7 separate regions of the Mus musculus genome follow, and regions 2, 3, 4, 5, 6 and 7 are each linked to region 1. The links are chromatin contacts, called in public HiChIP or PLAC-seq and promoter capture Hi-C maps. All regions are on one chromosome and are shown on one strand. Each heading gives the region's core, a stretch centred on a gene start, on an enhancer-like site or on the middle of the called end of the contact. The rest is flanking DNA. Distances are from core to core; before and after follow the strand shown. Region 1 holds the start of Dnajc13 (DnaJ heat shock protein family (Hsp40) member C13). Region 2 holds the start of Tlr9 (toll-like receptor 9). Region 3 holds the start of Twf2 (twinfilin actin binding protein 2). Region 4 holds the start of Glyctk (glycerate kinase). Region 5 has its middle 19 kb from the start of Col6a4. Region 6 holds the start of Col6a5 (collagen, type VI, alpha 5). Region 7 holds the start of Col6a6 (collagen, type VI, alpha 6).

Region 1 (2,532 bases), core at 23-2,522:
TGGCGGTCCCGTCCCTGAACGTAATGTGGTATTAACAGCCAGAGCCACCATTTGCGATATTGCAACTTAAACATTGGTTTATACTATATATGAAAATTAAAGGGGCTTTTATGCTGTAAGCTAAATTAAGTTAAACAATGAGGCACTAGAAACAACAACAACAAAAAAAAAAACTAAACTATAGAATAAACGGGAAAAGCAGATCGTGGAAGTAAAAAATCACTACTTTGGGAGTTCATCTCTGTGTTAGGGGGCGATTTTTATTTACATCATCCTTCCACCAAGTGATTAGGGAAACGGTTTCAAGGTAAGAGTGGCTAATTTAGCATCTTACAATAGGGGTTTTTTGGGGGGCGGGGGCACGCAGGTGTACTCTCAACACCCACTTCATTGGGCGTCCAAAGTGCTGCTTCACCTACACCAAAAGCCGCGTTCAGAGGTGAAATCACAGCCCAGCACGGGCAACAGTGAACAGGCCAGGCTACTTTACAAGAAGGAAAAGCCTTGGGGGGAAAACTTGGTGTTTGATAAAGGACTTGAGGAAGAGAACAGCAGCTGCCCCTCCTTTCCCATCAAATCGAAACAAAACTGAGACGAGGAAAAAAGAAAGAAAAAAAAAAAAAAATCGAGTCTACGCGGGACCCCAGAGGAAGGAAGCAGGACCGCTAACCTAAGAAAACCGGAGGCGCCGGCATCCAGGAGGGAATCCCGAGGGCGGAGCCCACAGGGGAAGGAGGTGTGGAGTTGAGTCGGGGAGAGTTGCCGAGAGAAGTGGGGGACAGGGATAGTGATGGGAGAAAAGACGGCCAGGCAGAGAGAGGGGTGGGGCTGCCGGGCAGTGCCCCGGGCAAATGTCACTCAGAGCCGGGGGAGGGGAGGGTCCGAGCGCAGGGATCCCTGGACGGAGGATCGCGGCTTCAGCAGGTTCGAGCCACACACAGCAGCTTAACGCCGCCCGCTCTGGGGTCCCTGCCCGGAGCCCCCGGGTCCCCGAAGGTGGGAAGCGGCATCGCAGAAACCCAGAGCCGGAGGCGGCTTTACCTTCGCAGGAGGCTGGAGGCGCTCCAGCCCGAGCTCCGCCCGCCGCCGGCTCCACGTCTTGAGTAGGATGGAGGCGCCGCCGGCCCCGTCCCCTCTCGCTTTCCTTTTCCCCGCCGGGGCCTGTCGCCGCGGGTTCCTGCGCCGCGGCCCCCACCCCTCCGCTCCTCCCTCTGCCTCTCAGAGGCTCGCCCTGGACGCCGCCATCTTCCACCAGGCTTGCGAGCGCTGAACCCTAACGCGCGTGCGTGGCCGCCGCCCCGGCCGTCACGAGACCCTGTCAGCTGACCTCGGCGCTTCCGCCTCGCGCCCCGCCCTCGGGAGCACTGTGCTCCCTCCCTCGGTGGCCCATTCGCCGTCTTCCGGGAAGCGCCGCGTGCGCGCCGCCCGCCGTTCCGCCTCTCGGGAAGTACGCGTGCGCTTAGCGAAAGAGAGCCTTGGCCCAAGCAGAAGGCGAGGCGCCACGCCCCCTGGAGCGGTCCGAGAGGCCACGCCCCCTGAATCCCTGGAGACACGCCTCTCAGCCAGACGCTGGCATTGGCTACTGTAACTCTGCAAAGGAGCAGCTCTGTTACCTAGCCCTAGTCTTCAGTGTCCTGGCGCATCCACGAAGCCGTCGAAAGCCTCAGTGCGCATCTCTGGTTTAGCTGCATCGTGGGCATAACTTTTACTCGCTACTGACACACCCTGAACGCGGATTTAAGTTTTGAGTGTTCAGGGAGATAATGGAGACCGAAGCCTCAGAGGTCAAAGGCCTTTGCGGGTGAAGTGTTGGGACAGTTAACACTGCTGCCTTCCTGGACCTCTGATCCCAGAGCCAGGATTTAATTGGCCAACTACTTAAGGTCAATTAACTTGCAGCCGTCTGAGATAGGGATTATCCTCTATTTTCAGATAATAAATTGATGTGTAGTTCCACAGTAGTAGACTTAGTATTTGAGCTCAAGTAAGTTGACTCAAGAACTGCTCTCTGGATAGGAACTCACTGAAACTATATGAAGAGGGGAACTCAGGAGAGTGACAGTATCAGAATGAAACAAAGTTACAGATGACAATTGTGTCAGAGCTCTGAGCAACAGACGGTGTCTCATCTAAGATGTGAGAGGGGCAGACTACCCTCTAAAACGTGATTCTGTGGGGGGAAAAAAACTTGTATGGACACACAGTTCTAGGTTTAAATGCTCTGGTGAGCCTAATATTATTATTGTGTAGCAACCCTGGAACTGGAATTTCTCAGGGACCCCGTCTGTGGTTGAATCGTTTCATAGATGGAGGTTTTGGGATGAAAAACATGTAAAATGGTTTCTACAGACTTGACTTTTTGGCCGACTGACCCATTTGTGTTACTGGAGACGACTAGATTTTTCCTTAGGAAGGCTTTCCCACACTGTCCCAGTGAAATAAAAGTGCCTGTGAGCAGCCAGAAATGGCTTGCTTGGAAAGATGAGACCTGAAGTAGAGTGGAAAGGGGAAAAAACAACAATGAAAAACAAA
Region 2 (2,532 bases), core at 24-2,523, 2.0 Mb after region 1:
GCTTCCAACCGGTGAACCATTCCATCCCCCAGGGAGATAGGGTGGTGTGGCATACACCTTTGATCACAGCACGCAAGAGACAAGAGGCAGGCTACAGAATGAGTTACAGAACAGCCAGGGCTAGAAACTTAGTCTTGAGGAAACAAATAAACAAACAAAAACACCTCAGGATATAAACAACTGAAAAAAAGCTTCAGGAAGTTCCTGAAAGTGACCAGATGCAATTGGTCCTCCCTAAGCTTATATGGACAGTGGAGACTGCTAAGAAGCACGCTCAGACAAAGGGAGGTGCACAGAGGAGCTTGAAAGAAGCAGAGACCAGCTGAGCTGCCTGAAAAAGGCTCAGACCAACTGTCTTGCCTGGACAATTCACTGTCCAACTGGGATAGTGTCTCCCACTCTGCATCCCCACTTCCCACAATGCCCCAGGTTGAGCTGTCAATACATTGTGCCATGAGCTCTCCATTTCTAGCTTCTGTAGTATCCATGACCTATGCTTTGGTGATACAGCTGTCTTTGAGTCATCTCTGCTCCTTTTAGTAACCCCTCATCCATACTTCAACCAGTAACTCCAATAAAATTCATTGGTAAACCAACTTGGACGTCAGTGGTACCTCGGTTTTGGTCTGTCATTGGTCTGTCACTTGGGTGAGTACACACTTGCTCACATCTCCCCAGGAACAGTGTCACATGACAGCAAGATCAGCCAGAATCTTGGCTGGACCAGCCGCAGCCTACCTCAGAAGCTCCAGCAGCTTGCTGTGCTCTGGGGTCTGGAGTCTGACTGGGCGTTTCGGGAAGTGGAGATGCAGAGTGGGAGATACTATTGCTGGAAGAGATGTGAAGGCTGCCGTAGTAGGAAAGCAGATGTTGGCTCCAGCCTCTGGCTCACAGATGCTCTCCATAGAGTTCTGGGGATAGAGTAGGTGAGAGAGCCACTGTCCCGAGAGCACCCATGAGACAGGCACTGAGGCATGAGAGTGAGGTGACACCCTCCTCACGAGGGTCAGTGCTCTGCCTAGCTCTGGTGCTATTAAAATCTGGTTTCTCATTGACCTTGGGCTGGAGTCTGGGTTTTGGTTCCTTCCCACAGCTCTTTGGGGGGTGGGGGGCATATGTGATACCCTTTGGCTGATTGTGGGGTGGGGAGGAGAGTGGAAAGAGGAAGGGGTTGAGGGGGTTATCTGTCTGCCATCTGACTATGCAAATGATGTGTGACTCATTGTACCACCTGCTCTTTCAGGGTAGGGACAAAGTAGCTACTAAGCTGTAGTGAAAGTGTCACTTCCTCAATTCTCTGAGAGACCCTGGTGTGGAACATCATTCTCTGCCGCCCAGTTTGTCAGAGGGAGCCTCGGGAGAATCCTCCATCTCCCAACATGGTAGGACCCCAGTTCTTAGCCCCCCTGGGGGGAGGGGCACCATGGGAAGGGACAGCAATGGAAAGGACTGTCCACTTTGTGCCCTTGGGACACTCATGGAACCCTAAGGGAATTGGAGCAAAAGCCATCCCCTGAGCAGAGAGTTGAACCTGCTGGGTGGATGGGGAGGCTAAAGCCCCAGACTTCGGTTAATGGTAGCACTTGGCCTGCAGACCTGCCACCCACTGCTCATTCCGAGTCTTCGACCTCTCGGCAGGTTGAGGGTTCTCAAGTCAGACTGGGGAGTCAGATGGGGGCTAACAAGAGCCAGCAAGTGCCGTCAAAGCCTAGATGGAACCCAACCTATACCTCAGTAAGGGTTCAGTCTTCCCTGCATTTTGGTCAAGGAGAATCCAGGAGGCTAGTGGAGCAAGGCTTCAGGGGGGTGGGGTGGAGGTACAGATCTCAGGCAGCTGCTGTGGTCAGGAGGAAAAAGCTGAGGCCCCAGAGGAGAGGAAGAGAAAGTGGGAGAGCCCCAGTAGGCCTGCTGGAGGCTGTCTCGGCTCTGCTACGGGTTGTGTTCTGAGCAAAAGCTCCAAGTCTGGGGCCTGGATTCCAGCCTAGTCCTGGTTCTGTGTCCTTGCTCTGAGCGGCTGTGCCTAAACCCAAATGGTGGATCTGAGTAGCTAGAAGGAGGCTGGTTGTTGGGGCAGTGGGGAAACACTTGAAGACGACTTGGAAGCCCTGAAGAAAGTCCCAGTGTGGAGGAGAGGGTAGAAGAGTGTACAATGACAGTAGACACTTGCTCATTTAGCCCTGGCTCTCACAGGTTCTCCGTCGAAGGACTCTGCACCCCTTGTCCCTCCTGGTACAGGCTGCAGTGCTGGCTGAGACTCTGGCCCTGGGTACCCTGCCTGCCTTCCTACCCTGTGAGCTGAAGCCTCATGGCCTGGTGGACTGCAATTGGCTGTTCCTGAAGTCTGTACCCCGTTTCTCTGCGGCAGCATCCTGCTCCAACATCACCCGCCTCTCCTTGATCTCCAACCGTATCCACCACCTGCACAACTCTGACTTCGTCCACCTGTCCAACCTGCGGCAGCTGAACCTCAAGTGGAACTGTCCACCCACTGGCCTTAGCCCCCTGCACTTCTCTTGCCACATGACCATTGAG
Region 3 (2,532 bases), core at 12-2,511, 1.9 Mb after region 1:
TCTATTGCGCTTTCTCTCTCTCTCTCTCTCTCTCTCTCTCTCTCTCTCTCTCTCTCTCTCTCTCTCTCTCTCTCTCTCTCTCTCTCTCCATTTGGCTGGGTTGGCTGACTAATAAGCAAATAAGCCCCAATAGGTATTGGCCTGTCTCCTCAAACTCCCTCTCCCAAGGTCCCCAGCCTCCCTGCACAGTCCAAGGGGAAAGCCAAGTGTCTTCATTCTGTTGCCGGGAATCTGAAATTATATGCTAACTCAGCACTTTACTGACTGAGCCATCTCTCATTAAGTTATCTATTTTTTAAAGTTTTTATTTATTTCAGTAAAAAAAAAATTTTGGTGTGTGTCTGGGTGTTTGGCCCGCATGTATCTATGTGCACAATGTCCGTGTCTAATCCCAGGAGGCCAGAAGAAGGAACAGTTGTGTCATGTGGGTGCTGGGAACCAAACTTGAGTCCTATGCAAAAGCAGCTAATGCTCTTGACCACTGAGCCATCTGTCCAGTCCCGTTTATCTATTTTTTAATAACAAGGTCCAGGGTGGAGAGATGTTTCTGAGGTTAAAGAGTACTAGCTGCTATTCGGCCGTTAGTCTGTAAGAGCAGTAGGAAAGGCTGCTGGGAATAGAGGCAAGGTCATTAGGAATTGGGAAGTTCCTCAGGTTGACTTCCAGTCCTTCCACCACTGGGTCACACTTAGCACATGCACCGTCTTTTTGGAAAACTTTCCTCAGCCTTGTTAGGTCACCTCGGTCTCTCCTACCGTATTCCTTCCAAAATTCATTTCCTCCTATGGCCATTCACTTTCTCAGCGTTGGGCTCCAGACACCGTGCACCTGATGACTGGTAGGAAATCAGTACACACACACACACACACACACACACACACACACACACACACACACACACACACACACACACACACATACACACACACACACTCACACTCACGACCACACACGAGCGCGTGCCCACCTACACTGAGATCACCTCACCATCACAAACGGGTACGCCTGGATCGGCCCTCACTCTCAAACCTCCTCCGCGGCAAGCTCACAGCCCCTCCCACGCCCAAGTGCGGATCCGCCCACAGACCTCCAGGATCCTGGCCTACAAGGGACCACCCACACAATCCCTTGGGGCCCCTTCTTGGCCATGAAGGTGGTAGCGGCCGGGCACTGGGCCATCCGGACCCCGGCGCCCGCTGCGCGCACGCGCGGCACCAATGCCCGCCTCTGCCGGCCTCGCCCTCCGGGGGCGGGGCGCGCTGGGGGCGGGTCCTGCGGCACCGCCCGGGAAGCTGCGCGAGGCTCGGTGCCGTCGCCACATCCTCCGGAGCTCTGGGTCCAGGCGAGCCGAGTCGAGCCGGGCCAGGACCAAGAGGAGAACTCCGACGGCACGGGCGAGCCGAAAGCTGAGCCATGGCGCACCAGACCGGCATCCACGGTGAGGGCGGATGGAGGGCGGACAGGGGCTCCGCCGCGCTGGTTCTCCGCGCTAGGTCCCTTCATCCTTCTCTTCCTTGTACCCTCCTGGGAAGCTTCCTGTTCTCTTTTGCAACCGCGAGTCCCTGGGATGGACACGTCTTGGGGCAGAACAGACTGTTGTACATAGCTGGGAGTGGGTGCACATGGATGCACACAGCGAGGGTGGAAGTATCTTGTGTACCCAACTGGGGGCGGATGTGCCTGTGTATACTGGTCTGGGTATTTTTGTTCTTTTCTGGAGGTGGGGTGTACCCGGATGTGCACATCTGGAAAAGTGTACATGGGTGTACACATGTTCTCTGTATACAGTCCAGTATGTGCACATCTGGATGAGACTTGGTTATGCCTGTCCAGGCTTCTTCGTGTGCATGCACTAGTGGCTGGTTTTGGACACTCTAGGTTCCATCTCAGACATCAGTGTTTCCTGGCTGCACGCACAGAAACTGTGGGTATCTGCATGTGTGCACAGTTCAGGCACATCTCAGTATGTGTGTGTTAGCATGGGTGTTTGCATGGGTGTCTTATGACTGACATGGGCTTATGTGTATGTGTGGAGAGGGTAGCCTGACCTTTTCTCCTTTCAGGACCCCTAGACTCTTGCAGACTAGGTTGGACAGAAGCTGGAATGGAGCCCTCCTTCTTAAGTAGAATGGGGAGAACTGCACATCTGACCTTGGCCTCTGACTTCTTCCCTTTTCCATTGTGATCTCTCTATCGCTGCTCCAGCCAGGCCTGCAAAGTCCCAACTTCAAGCTGGAAGCAGGGGAACGGGTCAGGATTCAGACTTTATAGGGGAGCTCCTGCCTCCACCCTCATCTACAGGAAGCTTCTACAGCCCAGGGCGTGACACCCATAGCCCCCCTCCAGGGCCCCAGTTTCCTCCTTGGAGAGACTTAAGAAAGAAGCAATAGCTGGGAGCCAGGTATTTTGTCCCCATTTGTTATGGGCCTGGAAGGGCTGCTTCCCTGGCCAGTAGGGAAGGCCAGGCTGCTTGCCCAGACAGCTTGTTGGTTTGGCCATCAGCCACTCCTACCACCACATCATGATTCCCTG
Region 4 (2,532 bases), core at 17-2,516, 1.9 Mb after region 1:
ATCCATGGGGTCTGGAAACTCAGCTTCAGGAGCACGAATGACACCGCTGCAGACAGCAATGTCTTCCAAAGGTTCTGATGTGTGTCAGTGTTAGTACCCAGCTGTGCCTTCACCATTACAGATGTTCAACAGGGTGAACTTCCAGCTGAGGAGAGGTGACCAACCTGACACCACTCACTAGGTACCCTCCAGGTTCCTCACTGTCTGCCATGGTCCTGACTTCACCCTGTGACCATATGGTACTCGGGGCACCCCTGTCGGCTGGTCCCACACCTGAGATGAGCACCAGCAGCAGGTCATCTGCAGTGAGCCCCTCTGCCAGCTGCTGGATGGTCAGCGCGGCCCGGAGTGCATCCCGATCCGGTAAGTTGTCCTCGGCGCCCTCGAACACCTGGATGCGGCTGTGTGGCTTCAGCAGCATCTCTCTGAGAAGGGAGAAGGGATGGGGGTGGGCTCCTCTCCTCCGACCTGACTTCTCAGCTGTACAGGTGAAAGCGGCCCACTGATAACCCATTTAGAAACCAGGCCAGACCCAGGAGATAGGGAGATCAAAGAGGAAGGGAGGTGTTCTTCCAAAGGACAGTAGAGGGCGTCCCCCTGCGCCCATAGACTCTTACTTCTTTCCAGCATGTTCCATAGCGGCTCGGATCCCCTTGGGTACGCTGATCACACCCTGCACAAGATGCTGAGCCAGCAGCTCCTCGGCAGCAGCTGCCATGCCCAGTACGGCCTTGCCGAAGCCCACTAGGTAGAGGTTTTCCCGCAGCTGGAAAGTCCGGTCCCGCACCTTCAGCTGTCTGCCACTAGGATCCAGGGACAGTGTCCTCTGCAGCATGGGGCCTGGCTGCACAGCACCCACTGCACTATCAAACAGCTGCCGTGCCTGTTCTGCCAAAGCCATACCACTGGTCATCCGGGCCACTGGGGGCCCCCAGAGGAGTGGACGGGATGGGGCTCGGAGGAGACAGGGCAAGACCTGTAGGGCCGCAGCCATGCCCCGCTTCTCTCAGCACAGCCTCGTGTCCATAGCTGCCTAGAGAGGGAGGAGAAGGAGTGAGGCCACGGACAGAACCCCACCATCCATCATGGCCACCCCTCCGAGGGCTCAGGACTGGCGGACTCCATAACCTGAAATGAAACCTGGAGAAGTCATGAAGCCTGCAGCAAACCTGATCTTACACCAGCCCTGAAAGCCCAGCCCTGATGCCCAGCCACGTCCTCTTCTGTAGACCACACACCAGTCTTCTGGACACTCTGCTCCAAGTCCAAAGTTCCTGTTAAGTGGACCTTCCTCCTAGGTCACCTCCTTTGCCTAGAAGTTAATCATTCATGAAGGACGCCGTTCCTACCAGCAGGCCCCTGGGCCATTCTTCTTCCACATCCTGTACTTCCAAAGCCCTCACACCACGGCAGTGCCCCCTTTCTGGCATTTATGCCTTAGACGTTCCTTTACCACTTCTACTGCCAAGAAAAAAAAAAAAAAAGGCTATTGGTTGTCTAGCCAACTGACCCGGAGTCCATTGACCTCTAGCCTGCTCTGTTAGCTCATACAACCAGTCTGGCAAAGCTGGGTCCATGTGGAAAGGCTGCAGATTTACCAGTGCACACAGCCTAAGGAAGCTCAGGACTCAGGCTAGTTCAGCAAGTGGTCCAGGCACGAATCAAGAGTAACCACAAATCTCACTCAAGGTCAGACCTTCAGCAAGTCCCCAGGTTATAAGCAAAAGGACATGTGCTATGGGGCTCAATCTATAGGACAAGACCAGACACCCTTGTCCCCATACAGCTGGTCATGATCAGCCTTGCCAGGAACATCCCTTTCTGGCTCCATGATAGCAAAAAACAAGTCCTGAGTTACACCCTTCACAACAAAAACAGCCCAGTGCTAGAGCAGGCAAAGGCCGGGTTCCAGTAATGAAGCCCAAACAATCATTTTCTCCACTGGGCAGAGTGAAGGACAGAAAGGTCTTGGGGTAAAGGTCGGGAAGCTACAGCGTAACTATACAGGAACAATAAAAGACTCAGCTGCAAAAAGATATCTAAGTTTAGGGACAGGAGGGTACTGAAGACTGTGCCCGGGCTGTCCATGTAACGAGCGAGCATGCGCTCTACCACTGAGCTACATTCAAGCCCCTAAAAAGGTAGAAAGACAACTGTATCCGTAAGCATGGGTGGAAGAGGGCGGAGTCTAGGGATGGGGTTCTAGCTTTTTTTAAAGCGTGTATTAGTATATCTTTTCTCACACTGAGCTCATTTGCAAGATGTGGGACACAATGAAGCCTAACTCTCACTTTTCAAGGGAACTTGAAAGTGTAGTCCTGTGGGAGAGACCTTCCCTAGCATGCATAAAGTCATCCAGTTCTCCATAGTGCTTGGGAGACTGACGCTCGTATTTTCCTGACACCTAGGGCTTTCTGATTCTCTGTACAAGCTGACAGAGAAAACTCCAGGTAACAGTTTATCCCACTCCTAAACAACGTAGCGCCTGCCAAACCTCCGCCATTTAGCCTTGTAGTTCCCAGCTAGCTTTCC
Region 5 (2,532 bases), core at 10-2,509, 1.9 Mb after region 1:
GAGACTCCTTATCTCTGCAGCTTCCACACATGTGGTACACATGTACACACTCAGTCACACACACTTGTGTGTGTTAAATAAATGAGTACATTTTACAAATTGTTTTTAAGAAGAAAACAGCTGGTAAGCTGACTTGGTTGGCAAAGGTGATTGCCACCAAGCCATGATGAGTTCAATCCGTAGGACTCAAGTTGTAAAAGTAGAACTCTTAAAATCTGTGGCCTGGGCTGGTGAGATGGCTCAGCAGGTAAGAGCACCGACTGCTCTTCCAAAGGTCCTGAGTTCAAATCCCAGCAACCACATGGTGGCTCACAACCACCCAGAACGAGATCTGATGCTCTTTTCTGGAGTGTCTGAAGACAGCTACAGCATACTTACATATAATAAATAATTTTTTTTAAATCTGTGCCCTGAGCTCCTCACCATACACACACACAGACACACACACATGTGCGCGTGCATAAGTAGATGTTAAGATTTTTACAGGAGGAGGTGAGAGTGAAGTGAGAAGAGAGGGGAGGAGGAGAGAGGAGGAGGAGGGAGAGTCATGGAGCAGGAGAGGAGGGGAAAAGAGAAGGAAGGGGAGTGAGCAGAAGGGGGCAGGAAGAAGGAGCAGAAGGGGACAGGAGGAGAGGGCAGGAAGGGGCAAGAAGAGGAGGCAGGAGGGGCAGGAGGAGGGGGCAGAGGGAGCAGGAAGAGGCAGGACAAGTAAATAACTCTGGCATTTGAAATGACTTGTATGGGACTGGAGACATTTTGCTAACTGAAATAAACCAGACAATGACACTTAGACAAGGAGTCTGAAGCATTCAAACTCAAAGAAGCAGAGAGTAGCGAGGTGGTTACCGAGGCTGGAGAGTGAGGGGAACCTGGAGGTGATGTCAAAAGGCACAGATCTCAGGCCAGGGGATTATTGTTTTTAGTTCTTCCAGGCCTCATACTGAATAACAGTTGAGAGGAGAGAGAGATACATTTCAAAACTGTGGAATGACCCAAATGTTCTCAGAACAAAGAGTTTCTGCGGTGTCCAATGTAACCAGCTTAGCTCACTTTATCCATACATCCTCCCCTCGCTTGGAGCCCCAACAATTTATACAACTGTAAATTGCCAATTTACAATTTCAAAAGAATCATTAGCTACACTTCCATTCCAGAGCGGGAGGAGCAAAGGCAAACTCAGCCCTGTCAGGCAGTAATTACTGACAGGAAAGCAGCAGAGGGTGAGGGGACCGGGCTCAGAAGGGAGGCCTCTGATTGACAAGGTAAAATTGGAGGAGGAGCATGGCATTAACGAGCAAATCAAAGTTGGGAGGGGGAGGGGACGGTCTTAGCCTGGCTGGAAACGTCTTTCATAGTGACATTCTGAAAAGAAACAGATGAACCTTCAGAAATCACGTGGCAGCATCACACCTGGCCACGACTATCCACGGAGGCACGGAGAAGCCACGGAGACAACATCCTCAGATCCTCAGGGAAGGGGCATAGACCCTGCCTCTCACTGGGATGTGTGTCGGAGAAACTGTGGACAAAGCTTCCACAGAGGAAGTAGAGACTGCGTGCTTGTGTCTCTTATGTTTCTAAAGAAAAGGGGGGCAGAGAGGGAGAGGAAGAAAAAGAGGCTGAGAGAGAGAGAGAGAGAGAGAGAGAGAGAGAACAAGGGAGGGAGGGAGGGAGAGGAGGGAGGGAGAGGAGGAGGAAAGGAGGGAGGGAGGGAGGGAGGGAGGGAGGGAGGGAGGGAGGGAGGGAGAGAAGGAGGCAAGGAGGGAGGGAGGGGAAGGAAGGGAGGGAGGGAGGGAGGGAGGGAAGAATTGAATCTTACCTCAGTTTGTCCTCATCTCTGCTCTTGGCAAAGTTGTTAGACAGTTGAAAGACCTGAGAACAAACGCTATTACTAATCCAGAAGTTCAGGGCCGGTTACAACATGGGAGACACTCTGCTGCTGACCATGGTGTCTGGCAGCAGTCTTAGCCTTCGGTTGGTGAAACTACAGTCTGTTCATACATTCTACCTAGCAGTCACAAAAGATGTTCGGTCACATCCAGAGGAGGGCAACACACAGGGGCTAAGCTGGACCAGCAGAAATGATGTGCAGAAGCGGTTTTGTCTTAACCTCTTGTGCTCTGCTCTTTGGTTATCACACCACTGAAAGAATGGATCCCAAGAAAGTCATTTCCCCAGGGATCTCTGACTGGGAAGAACAATATCTGGGGTTCCCAGCAGAGGAACTTGTCTCCAGGAGAAAGATCTACAACTCATCAGATGATCTTGCTGGAGAGACTTTGGGCTGAGGCAGTGATGGACAGGGACCACACCTTGGCTGCACAACTTAGTTACACATCTTTCTTGCTTTACATTTAAGCCCTGCCCTCATGTCAGGACCCCAGAGATAGATAGGACATGGACACTGAACCTCTGTCTGTCTTCCTCTTTTTTCTGCTTTTCTCTACTAACTTGGCTCTTTTAATTGGACTGAGGATGGACGGGTGGATGGGCTTCTAGCTGGGGTACCGCTCCCTGAGTCTGTTAAGTTCC
Region 6 (2,532 bases), core at 24-2,523, 1.7 Mb after region 1:
TTAGTGGAAAGAGAGAATTAAATCCCACAACTTGTCCTCTGACCTCTGAATGTACACACCAGTGACACGTGTGGACATACACACACACACACACATTAGGAACTAATAGTGTACCTATTTATTCTACTTGTAAACTATAAACCAAAGTATATACGTAAAAATAGTATATTTTGCAACTGTGGGTTTTTCTTAGAGATTCTGTTCAGAATTCATAAACTACATCTCTTCCAAAATTTCTAACCAATCAGGCTAGATAGACAACATCAGCAACAATGAAAATTAACTTCTGAAGGGCAGCTGAGCCCTGAAAACCAACATCCACGTGGGCTAGGAAACCCTGCACCTAATTAACAGGCTTCCACCACTGAAGCTGAAGCGGGCCTCAAAGTGGAGATTCTGAGAGCAGCTAACTGGCTCAGGATCTTCGCTGGAGTTCCATACACACTAGAAACTTAGCAGTGTTTGTAGAAGCTCTGGGTGCTGCTTTGAGGAAATCTCACAGGGCAGTTCAGAGTTTGAGGCCAGACACCAATTCCCACGGTACAGTTTATCAGATCAGTGTGGAATCCACCCACAGTACACCCACTGCTCTCTATGAGGGCTCTCTACATGAGCCTTAGACATCAACAGGCTGACTGAATGATAGAGCAGTCCGGCACACACCGTCCTGGTCCGCAGACCCTCAGATACACATTCAGCGGGTCTAGGTTGGAGAGCCCCCAACCGCACTCCCACCGAGCAAACATTTCCAAGATGCTTCTAAAAACCTGGAAACCACACTGCATTGAGGTCCTCTTCCATTCTAAGAGTCAGCCTCTAGGGCAGTGGTTCTCAACCTTCCTAACACTGAGACCCTTTAATACAGTCCCTCATGTTGTGATGCCCCCCTCCACCATAAAACGATTTTCCTTGCTACTTCATAAGTGTAATTTTTTTTAATAACTGATATGCAGGATATCTGATAAGCGGCCCCTGTGAAAGGGTCATTGGACACCACCCGGAGGTGGGAGGAGGGTCACAATCCACAGGTTGAGAACTGCTGCTCTAGGGACCTCAGTTTCCTCTAGTGACAATATTCTCCGAGCCTCGATTCTGGAACCCAAGCAAAATCGGCAGAGGAAGAGAGTCTCCTTACACCCTGAATCTCAGGCTGGGAGCCCTGCACCCCACACTTACCAAGACTTCCTGGGGTCCCCGAGGATCCTGGGGCAGCCCGCAGTGCAGCCCTGTGTCCCCTTGGAGCATGCACCTCGCTGCTGGGTTCCTGCTGCTCCGGGGCAGGTGCTGACCAAGCACCAGCAGCTCTTTTAAGTCAGCGCTGACTCCCGCCCTGCGCCCTTGGCCGGGCTTCCCCCCAGGGACTCTCTAAAGCTTGGCAAACTTCAACTCCAGCGGTCAGAGGCCTCCAGCTGTCTTTTGGCTTGGCCCACTGTACCGGTCTTAGGGAAGCCGCATGAACTTGGCAAGGCAGAGTTTCTCAGAAATCCACGACCATCTCAGCTGGCTGAGAGGTCACTGTGGCTACTGGGGCTGAGGAGTCACTTTATGGCTCCGTGCTCTGCAGTTCCTCCCAGCTAGTTAGAAGGAAACCAGAGAAAATCTCCTAGGAGGGCCATGCCCTACGGAGAGCAGGATAAAGAGAAAAAGCTAACCTCCGGAGCAGCCGCAGGTTTTATCCTGGGATTTCTGTAAGGAGAAGGGGGCGAAGGGTGGCAGGAGCAAAGGTGTGCTTAGCAGGTCTGAAAGCACGGCTATCCTTACTTAGTGTTAACATTGGGCTTTTGTTTGTCTTTCCTGGACATGTATGGTGCTTGAGATTTCACCTCACCACACATCAATATCAGACACCTGCTGGAGATATTTGCAATGATTAAAGCCTATCCCGAGAGACTAGGGCTCTCCCTTGCTGAGCAAACACCTCCAGAACACTCACCCCCACCCCTGCCCCAATATTGCCATTGCTTCTGATGTTAGAAAGTTTCCATGTGTGTCCCCACAAAGAATGAGGTGGGGAAGGGAAATGAGATTGGAAACCGGATGACTAAGATTTTTTTTTTCTTGTGTCGTTTCCTTTTTTACAGAGAGAACACAAAATTCTGTAAACCAATACCCGTTTTGCTTTTCATTAATAAGAAAAATTTATTGTGTGCGAGTAAAATGGTTTGTCCCCAAAGAATGTATCCCTTCTGCTCTGAACCCACTCACTACAGAGTTCCAAGTGATCTGCGCAGGGTGTCCCGGGTTCCTGAATGTGAGTGTCACAGCTTGCTCTCCAGAGGACTCTCAGATCTGTCCAGGCTTTAGCAGTTGTTGACCACACAGCAAGCACAGAGTGACACCTGGGGGCAAGAATATTGGCAAGCCAGAGCTGGAGGGGAAAATCAACTTCTAACTCACCCTCACGGGTCCAAAGGGAAGCTCGGGCTGTTGTGAGTTCCCAGGGAGCAAAGATTTGCTCACTGGGATCCCCTTCTCAAGCAGAGTTACTTAAGCAAGAAAAGACGCCCACCTGAGCCAGAAAAGTCTCTAGGA
Region 7 (2,532 bases), core at 21-2,520, 1.6 Mb after region 1:
TGCAGGAGATCTGAAGCAGTCCTCAGGTACTGGCACGCACACATTCCCCTTACACACACACAGACACACTTTAAAAATAAATAAATCTTTAAAAATTAAATTGGCACTGTGACTATTGGAGTCTATAGCAGAAAGGAAAAACCAAACCCTTAAGAACAGCTTTCTAGTGTTCTGTCTTGAGTCTTAGGTAATCAGCAACACCCCAATTTCTCAATGATCCCCGGTTCTCCCTGTTGACTCCCTGGCATTCACAAAAGTCCTCTTCAAACATCTCCATACTGATAATTTCTAAAAAGGATCCACAAGAAATCCTATCACAAGAGGCCACAAAGAAACGAACCATTACTTCCTAGTTCCAGGGTTTTCCCTTCCTCTTCTGGCCTCTGGTTGAAATTACGTCCAAGGTTGGTTACGAGCCAGGCAGTCTGGGCTCCACTCATAGTAGAATGTCACTGGGAATTGATTTTTGAAAAGACACGCTTTGCCTGCCTCCCTCATGCCCTGCACCACCAACAAAACCCTGACGTTACCTTTAATAGTTTAGTGTGACACTGGGCAGGGAAACATAGATGCTGTGTACCTGCAGGCTTGCAACGGCTTTGCCTGGTTAAGTGGCTCTGTGTGCCTGCCACGCTCCAGGCCCCATGCTGGATGTGGGAACAAAGTATTGAGCAAGGCACCTCTCATTCCAGGAGAACCCCGAGTATGTGGTGGGGGAACTCCCAACCCAAATCAGGGAATGACTAGCTCATACTGCTGATTCTTCAACACCCTGATGAAGAAGGCAGAAAAGGAGAAGGAGGAGGAGGAGGAGGAGGAGGAGGAGGAGGAGGAGGAGGAGGAGGAGAAAGAGAATGAGGAAAAGGAGAAGGAGAAACAACTAACAGAGCCCATAGAATTCAGCTCACTCTGTCTGGGGTGGATGAAAACCTCCAAAGAGGCACTGTCAAGACCTTTAAATGCAGTTTTTCTTCACCTTGGTCCTTCTCGTAGCCTCTCTCAACTGGCTGATCCACTGCCTCCCCTCACTGACCATTTATTAACTCTGTTCTGTTTCTTTCCCAGCGGACATTGGCTGCTGAACTTACCTCAGGGAAACTTCTACCCAGCCTGGGTGGATTTGAGGAGTGTACACCCAGAGCGCACAGTCCCCAGCACAGGATAGCTTAGCAGCTGGAGAGCAGGGGAGCCTGGATGTGACTCTGCGCGGCAAGGAAGCCTCTGGCCTCTGGGGTCCCGCGGGCTGCAGCTCCCACGCCCCAGGCTCCGCAGATGAATGCTGCTCTCCACGCCCTGGTGGCCCCCAGGGCTCCGCGTGCTGCTCAAGCCTTGGGAAGGTGACAGAAGAGGGAAGGGGGGCGGATTTTGGAGGCTGGCACTATCCCGCCTGTTTCTCTGCAACGTGGACCGCCCCCAAACTCCTGGACTGCAGACCCTGGGGGAAAGTGGAGGGTGGGGACTTTGGGGCGTGCTTGGAGCTTGCCTTCACTCTCTGCGCTGGAGCGCACCAAAGCAATCTCTCTACTTCTAGTACTAACCGCTCAGGAGAGGAATGGGGTGCAGTGAGGTAGTCTAAGAGGTTTCGAATGGTAGAGACTTCTCCCTTCTCCCTGTCCTAAAGCTAGTCACTCTATTCGCTTTCTTTTCATTCATCCAGCCTTGTGCAGTGTAGCACAGATATCTGACCACCTGCTGTGCACCTTGAGTAGGTGCCCAGGCCACAAAACCATTGAAATTGCAACATCTGCTCACTGTCAATGCAGAGACACACTTGGAGACAGAAGGTGAAAGGTATTTGCTGGGTAGGAAACTCAGAAAAGGCAATTCTAGCTCAAGTTTTGGAGATCTGTAGAAACGCTTAATTCTCAAATAAATTCTAAAGATTAAGCTAGAATCTGAGAGTCCCAAACACACGAACGAACGCAAGGAAGGACAAAGGGGGCCATGAGTCCCCTTTGGGAGAACCGGAACTCTGCTTCTCGGAACTTGCTGTGTGGTCATCTTGGGGCAGGGAAGGTATGAAGAGGAGGTAAGTTTGTGTGTGGGCGAACAGGGATGAAACCCACAGCCTAATTCTGGTATAGGTTCCACCTGTTCCATTTGGCAACACAGTGTCAGCTTCACGGAGGACAAGTTCAAGATAGAAGTGGTTTGCCACAGAGAATGACTTAAGCCAGACTATCCACCAGCTGCAACTTTGGCCACACCTTACTTTTTTTTTCTTTTTCTCTTCCTTCCTTCCTTCCTTCCTTCCTTCCTTCCTTCCTTCCTTCCTTCCTTCCTTTCTTTCTTCCCTTAAAGTTATACTTATATATTATGTGTGCATGTCTCTCTGTGTGTGTGTGTGTGTGTGTGTGTAGGGGGATGGGGGAGAGAGAGAGAGAGAGAGAGAGAGAGAGAGAGAGAGAGAGAGAGAGAGAGAGAGAGAGAGAGAGAGAGAGGCTGAGCACAGCTTTATGGAGTTGATTCTCTTCTACCTTGAGTCCCAGGAAATGGAACCAGCAAATGCCTTAATCCACTACACTCTTTTAT

Evidence for each region. Promoter capture Hi-C pulls out the DNA fragments that hold promoters and counts their contacts. HiChIP or PLAC-seq counts read pairs in DNA pulled down with a chosen protein or histone mark. Capture Hi-C pulls out chosen DNA fragments and counts their contacts.
Region 2: a promoter capture Hi-C map of pre-B cells shows a contact between it and region 1, with 4 times the contacts expected there. The contact joins the promoter of Tlr9 here to the promoter of Dnajc13 in region 1. A contact is called at or near these places in 2 of 39 promoter capture datasets (hippocampal neurons and pre-B cells).
Region 3: a contact with region 1 is called in a promoter capture Hi-C map of pre-B cells. The contact joins the promoter of Twf2 here to the promoter of Dnajc13 in region 1. A contact is called at or near these places in 9 of 39 promoter capture datasets (the 3T3-L1 cell line, the C10 cell line, cranial neural crest and 5 more), 4 of 115 datasets of contacts at active chromatin or transcription factors (astrocytes, embryonic forebrain, embryonic hindbrain and 1 more) and 1 of 9 other capture datasets (liver).
Region 4: a contact with region 1 is called in a promoter capture Hi-C map of adipose tissue, with 3 times the contacts expected there. The contact joins the promoter of Glyctk here to the promoter of Dnajc13 in region 1. A contact is called at or near these places in 5 of 39 promoter capture datasets (the C10 cell line, embryonic stem cells, hippocampal neurons and 2 more), 2 of 484 Hi-C or Micro-C datasets (embryonic stem cells and uterus), 8 of 115 datasets of contacts at active chromatin or transcription factors (the 230-238 cell line, VIP interneurons, embryonic forebrain and 3 more) and 3 of 9 other capture datasets (adipose tissue, liver and pancreatic islet).
Region 5: a contact with region 1 is called in an H3K4me3 HiChIP or PLAC-seq map of embryonic forebrain, with 12 times the contacts expected there. The contact joins the enhancer-like site here to the promoter of Dnajc13 in region 1. A contact is called at or near these places in 4 of 39 promoter capture datasets (the 3T3-L1 cell line, embryonic stem cells, hippocampal neurons and 1 more), 2 of 484 Hi-C or Micro-C datasets (both in the G1E-ER4 cell line) and 2 of 115 datasets of contacts at active chromatin or transcription factors (embryonic forebrain and embryonic hindbrain).
Region 6: a promoter capture Hi-C map of embryonic stem cells shows a contact between it and region 1, with 9 times the contacts expected there. The contact joins the promoter of Col6a5 here to the promoter of Dnajc13 in region 1. A contact is called at or near these places in 3 of 39 promoter capture datasets (the 3T3-L1 cell line, embryonic stem cells and hippocampal neurons).
Region 7: a contact with region 1 is called in a promoter capture Hi-C map of hippocampal neurons, with 5 times the contacts expected there. The contact joins the promoter of Col6a6 here to the promoter of Dnajc13 in region 1. A contact is called at or near these places in 1 of 39 promoter capture datasets (hippocampal neurons) and 1 of 115 datasets of contacts at active chromatin or transcription factors (embryonic stem cells).

What each region holds. Positions count from the first base shown.
Region 1 is chr9:104,261,658-104,264,189 of GRCm38.p6, forward strand. It overlaps Dnajc13 (DnaJ heat shock protein family (Hsp40) member C13), which reads right to left and starts at 1,273. Exons shown (of 56, transcript NM_001163026.1): 1 at 1,042-1,273.
Region 2 is chr9:106,221,325-106,223,856 of GRCm38.p6, forward strand. Tlr9 (toll-like receptor 9) reads left to right here and starts at 1,274. Exons shown (of 2, transcript NM_031178.2): 1 at 1,274-1,382; 2 at 2,191-2,532. The coding sequence starts at 1,380.
Region 3 is chr9:106,201,847-106,204,378 of GRCm38.p6, forward strand. It overlaps Twf2 (twinfilin actin binding protein 2), which reads left to right and starts at 1,262. Exons shown (of 9, transcript NM_011876.3): 1 at 1,262-1,438. The coding sequence starts at 1,414.
Region 4 is chr9:106,156,872-106,159,403 of GRCm38.p6, forward strand. It overlaps Glyctk (glycerate kinase), which reads right to left and starts at 1,267. Exons shown (of 4, transcript NM_174846.4): 1 at 618-1,267; 2 at 274-425. The coding sequence starts at 994. It overlaps D030055H07Rik (a long non-coding RNA gene), which reads left to right. Exons shown (of 7, transcript XR_003948237.1): 6 at 122-363.
Region 5 is chr9:106,114,737-106,117,268 of GRCm38.p6, forward strand. No RefSeq gene overlaps it. Among named protein-coding and RNA genes, the nearest start is that of Col6a4, 19 kb to the left of the region's middle. Within about 2 kb of position 1,260, at least 20 of the 459 cell types and tissues checked have an H3K27ac peak or open chromatin away from gene starts, as enhancers often do. A contact at or near this core is called in embryonic forebrain, where this site is marked.
Region 6 is chr9:105,959,370-105,961,901 of GRCm38.p6, forward strand. Col6a5 (collagen, type VI, alpha 5) reads right to left here and starts at 1,274. Exons shown (of 41, transcript NM_001167923.1): 1 at 1,177-1,274.
Region 7 is chr9:105,826,815-105,829,346 of GRCm38.p6, forward strand. Col6a6 (collagen, type VI, alpha 6) reads right to left here and starts at 1,271. Exons shown (of 37, transcript NM_001102607.1): 1 at 1,089-1,271.